Regions from separate parts of the Hordeum vulgare genome. Here region 2 is linked to region 1. The links are chromatin contacts, called in public Hi-C maps. All regions are on one chromosome and are shown on one strand. Each heading gives the region's core, a stretch centred on a gene start, on an enhancer-like site or on the middle of the called end of the contact. The rest is flanking DNA. Distances are from core to core; before and after follow the strand shown. Region 1 holds the start of LOC123427117 (homeobox protein Hox-B3-like). Region 2 holds the start of LOC123427118 (protein NLP2-like).

Region 1 (2,700 bases), core at 65-2,564:
CCGGCACGACACGACCCGTTTACCTTTTTATTTTTTATTTTTATTTTTTATATACATAAGATAAGAAAATCCCAATAGATCAAAATCAAACCAAAAAACAGCCCAGTATGTCAATATCGGCCCAAATAATAGCCGAACAGGCCGAAATCGGTCAAAATAACGGCCTAAAATACTAAAATCCTAGGAGGCCAACGGGCCTAGCGTGTCGACGGACCGACCCGTATAGCCCCCGTGCCGTGCTTGGGCTTGGACCCCGGGCACGTGGGCCGGCACGACACGACCCGTTTAATAAACGTGCCACGGCTAGCGGGCCGTGCCGTGCCAGGCACGATTCTAGCGGGCCATGCCGGGCCGACCCATTTGGTCAAGTATGCTCCGTATCAAACCCATCCTTGTTTTCTCATCATGCTTGGTCCTAGGTTGGTCCAAAACACATGTAGACACAAGAAAAAAAACTTGTAAAAACTACATAAAACACTAAATGTACAATGCTCACAATGATAAATAGAAATACCTATAAACATGCACAATGGACAACTATTTGGTTCAATAAAAATGATATATAAAAGAACACGCAACAAATGAGCTTTAAAAATGCGTAAAATATGATTCATGCTTAATTTTCTTCTTCTGTTAAGTTAGTTCCTATTCATAGCCGATGCATAAGTCTCGAAAAAAGCGGTGGCCATCATTTTTCAACCAAGTTGCATTTGATCTTTGCAAGGGGTGTATGTCTAACAACTCCAAAAACATTTAGCAAGTTCTGTTAATTCTTTTTTCTTCTGTCATTTATGGGTTTGTCATATATAGAGTTGCTTCCTTTTACTAGTAGTTGTAAAATCATAAAATTCTATATATTAAAATAAAATGGCCCAAAAAGACTTCAGCTAATAGCGATCATCAAGCTATGCCAATCTAAAGACCTAGCTTACTCCAATGACGAACGCCTAGAGTTTTATCTATCAAATAAGTATTAACGTTAGAAAAACAACGGAACATCATAACTAATACTCTCTCCGTCCCGTATAGTATAAGAGCGTATTATGGGACGGAGGGAGTATCGATATATAATTAGTATCCTGCCTAATATCTACATGCAATTAATACCCTACCTAATATCAATAGGCATTTTACCTACACATTTACTACTAGCAAACACTAGTTTTACACCCTAAAAGACGCTGGTTTTCCGCAAAGAAGGGGCAGTTTTGAAAAGAAAACACTGCCTCGTACCACTACGGTCGCACAGTGCGAACGGCTGCAGCATATACACCCCAAATGGATCGAGAAGATCCCCAAAATAAAAGGAAAACCTTGTTTATTCCCCACATCCACTCGTAGCGGGAAGAGGAGAGACAGGAGCTCCCCCAACACTCGCTCAGAAGCAGCAGCTCCAGCTTCTCCAGGGGAGCCAAAAATATTCGCGCCAATTGGGAGGCATGGGCGCCAACGGGCACCCGCCGCCCGCCAGCGCCGCCGCCCAGAACGGGTCCCACTCTAGCGGCGGCGGCGGCGGCGGAGGAGGAGGTGGGGGCGGGGGAGGGGGAGCAAACCCTAGCCCCGGAGGCACGGCGGCGGCGCTCCGGCACGACCCGGGCCTGTCGCGGGAGTGGACGCCGGAGGAGCAGGCCATCCTCGACGAGCTGCTCGTCAAGTGAGTTGTTGGGTCGCGCGGGTTTTGGGATTCCGTCAATTTCGATGAGGCGGAGGGTTTGAGTTCTTACTTCGGACGTCTGTGGCTATAATTCGTCGAGAACTTTGAGAATTAGCTAGGTTCTGTATCATGTATTGGAGATTACAGGTTGCCACTACCTCCTTCTGGGCTCAGATTAATCAATCTTCCCCCCCTCGGGTTGACATGTGAATATGCTTCTTCTTGAAATGGTAGGGGTATTTGGACATGTGAATAATGTTCTCACAACATATACTACCTCTGTCCCATAATATAAGAGCATTTTTTGCACTATATTAGTGTCAAAAATGCTCTTATATTATGGGACGGAGGGAGTATTATCCACCCTATCAGCCCCCGCCATAGCTGGAAGTCCTATGTATTTATATGAAAATCCCTCAGTATCGATATGCAGGACTTGGGAAATCTCCGCTCCAGAATTGTCATTAGTATTTGGGCTAAGAAATATACTTGGCTTTGCCAAACTAACCATCTGTACTGAACTTTGACAATAGGTGTCTCGTACATGTTGCAAGAAGTTGCATTTAACACATAGCTCTCATGAGAGTTAGAGAATCATCAGTAAATAAAACGTGTGATGTTTACAGATGCACTTCTACACACTCTAATCTCATCCATGCTACCAACTTTTTCTCCATACTGCAACATACTAGAAAGACCTTCTGACACCCCCTGTAGGAGTGAAAATATCCATCTCTTGAGAATTAAATCTCACATTATACCTCATTGAGCTAACACATGCCATCATCATTTCGATCAATTTCTCATGAAACCCAAGTTTCTGCATCATGCTCCTCAAGAAAAACCATTCCACACGGTCATAAAGCCTTGTGCATATCCAATTTCACTGCACATAATCCTGCCTGCCCTGATCTTTTGTTTTTAATCTTCTGGGCACACTCATAAGCAATAGGGATGTTATCAGTGATAAGTCTTGTGGGGTAGGAGAGATAATGTCTGGCAGAATATCTTGATGCTAACATCTTTGAAATAAATTTATAAAGCAC
Region 2 (2,700 bases), core at 198-2,697, 320 kb before region 1:
TGACTTCCTGAACAAAGACAGAGCCATGAGCATCCTGTCAGCGAGTACGTTGCCGGCAATAGGCCTCGGAACCAAGCTAGTACTTCCTTGCTGGGGATCACTATCTGAATCCAGGTCGCCTGAACTCTTGGCCACTCTCCCAGTCCCAGCTTCGGCTGGATTCACCGAAGATACCAAATCAACCTTTTGATCCCCAGGTCCACTGGAATATGCATCAAGCTGCATATCTTCACTGACACCAGAAGCGCGCGGCGAAGATCCCAAGGATGACCACATAGCAAACATCTGCTGTGCGGACGAATCGTTCAGTAACGAGAATAGCTGATCAGCTATCGAAGGGCTGCCACAGAGCTCTGAGTACCCATCAAAGTTCATCATGGCCGTAACGCCATATGGATCATCCGACGGGCTGCCGACGCTTCCATTGCATCCAGCACGGCTGGACTGTGAAGGCAGAGGCACATCCATGGCTGTGCTGCACTCGGTTGGTTCCAGATACTTATCCACTCCTGTGGGACAATAAGGTTTCGGTGTGCTGTGTTGGGGAGCAGATAAAGAAGGGTCGCAGCAGTGTGCGTCCTGTCAAAGCAGAATCTTCGTACTGCAACACATGGACTGATTTAATAGGCAGAATCTGAACAGGAGACTGCTTTTCTTCCACTGAATCGATACAGTGACTGCGCACACTCCAAGACTCCTAGATCAGCAGTTCATCATCGGCACAAGAACTCAACTCAAAAGGTCAAACCTTTGGATGAAAAAGCAGCTGCAGAAGCCCTGTTTTCTGACGAAGGAAGGAGCGAGCGCACAAGACAGAAGCTCGGTAATCAAAGACGCTCTATATTCTGAAAATTGAGCACGGAGGCAACCAAAAGGAGGAGATTCCGGAAGATTATTCCCCCAAAATCAGCCGCCGCCTGAAACAGCTTCACCAAATCAGCTCCTCTGACGAAACAAAATTCGGCGTAACTCAGAACCTCCAATTCGAGCCGGCAGAGCCAACCATGTCCCGGCTGGGCCCAATCACCAGACCACACGGAACTGGAAGCCTCCAAGCCCCAGTTCCGGAACCATTTGCTGGTCCCAAAAAAGCCCGGCAGCCTCCGCCGCCGCCGATAGCGCCAACCCGGACGGAAGCAACCTAGCGGCGGCCGCCACTCCTCGGCTGGCGGCGGGGATAAGGACGACGGGTTGACGAGGAGGCGGCGCGGCGGCGCAGATCTGAGGAGACGGCGGGAGGGGAGAATCGGAGGCTGCTAGTTGCTGGGAGAGAGAGGAGGCGAGGCTTGGATTGGAGGTTGGAAATTCTCTAGCCCGGTCGCTGGCTTTGAGCTAGAGTAGTTGTTTTTCTACTCCCCCGCAGCGGATTCTTCCCGGCTCGGCTCACGCTCACGGCCGCCCTCTTTAAATGATAAATTATTAACTCGGCTGGCTGATTTTTTCTGGCCTTGGGTTCTCTTCCTCTGTTTTGGCACAGGAAATGGTAGTGGTATCGCAAACTCATACGGAACGAATTCCTCTGCTGCAGCAAGCTTGACGCGGCCTGATTTGTCGCTTCTGCCAAACCGAGAGTAGCTCACATAATTACCTTTCTTCTGATGGAGTTGGTTTACTCGAATTTAAATCTTAGATTGGCATGGGTACTTTTAATATTTTAAATTTATTTTAGGTCATTCGACGATGGGAGATGACGTCCTTTCCCTCGACAATCCCTTGCTACAAGCACATGTGCTGAGCTCCTCAATCTCAAAATGCGTGGATTCGGTCTTCGTAGGTAATTGTACGGATAGATTGTGTGCACGCGCTTTTATATAAATGAGTATTTGTGAAAGTTTTGTTGTTGTGCTATGTTTTTAAAGAGTGGTGCCATTTCTAGGATTTAATTTAAGATGTTTTTTAAGGAAAAGACGTCGGTCCATTTCGATAAGAGTTTCGATTTTGAATTAATAAAGCTATCAACTGATCAGGATTACAAGAACATCACATTACAAAAGAGGTGCAAAGCAAAGCGGAAAGAAAGATACGAGGCAGTAGGCAGAACAATACAAAGGCACCAGCAGTAGCGCTGGTGCCGACAACCAGCATTACGCCCAAACTAACTAGCCAACTAAGAACACGGAAGGAGGGCCACACCAAGCAAGCATTGAGGGTCGGTTGCATCCACTGGACATACTTTGGGCAACACTTGAGTTGTCTCCGTCGTCGCAAAGGGACACTACCTGTTACGCTCCGACTAGGTACAAGGTCTGATTTCAATGGAATCTGACGAATTCGAGCTAAGGTTCCTGGGATACAGAGAGAAAAGGGGATCGGGTTGAGAGTCGCCGTCGCCGCTGCCTACTTCCTGCCTGGTCTCTCTGTTGTCGATGCCTCTGCATAAGTAGTCACGTCCCCCAGGTTTGGCCGGTGTAGCGTGGGTTGGGCTTGCAGGCCATCTGCGTCTTCTCGCGGCCTTGCTCCTCTGGCTGGGCCCCCATCTTGAGACACAGCTTGTCACCAAGCTGGAGCAGTCAGGTAGTGATGCTGGAGCTCGTCACGGTCCTCCCAAGTCGCCACTGGCGCCGGTTGATCAGTCCATCGGATGAGCACTTGTGGTACCTGACTTGTCCCCCCGGATATGAAGACGGGTGTCGATGATCTCCACCGTTTCTGGACTGTTCGCTGCTTCGGAAGGTAGCTCCTGCAGTGCTTGCTCAGTTG

What was found. A called contact is a pair of places that touch in the nucleus more often than the background predicts.
Region 2: a contact with region 1 is called in a Hi-C map of leaf, with 5 times the contacts expected there. The contact joins the promoter of LOC123427118 here to the promoter of LOC123427117 in region 1. A contact is called at or near these places in 4 of 6 Hi-C or Micro-C datasets (leaf, seedling and an unstated tissue) and 1 of 1 datasets of contacts at active chromatin or transcription factors (embryo).

The regions. Positions count from the first base shown.
Region 1 is chr2H:543,098,092-543,100,791 of MorexV3_pseudomolecules_assembly, reverse strand. It overlaps LOC123427117 (homeobox protein Hox-B3-like), which reads left to right and starts at 1,314. Exons shown (of 7, transcript XM_045111072.1): 1 at 1,314-1,654. The coding sequence starts at 1,440.
Region 2 is chr2H:543,421,810-543,424,509 of MorexV3_pseudomolecules_assembly, reverse strand. It overlaps LOC123427118 (protein NLP2-like), which reads right to left and starts at 1,447. Exons shown (of 5, transcript XM_045111074.1): 1 at 1-1,447. The coding sequence starts at 468.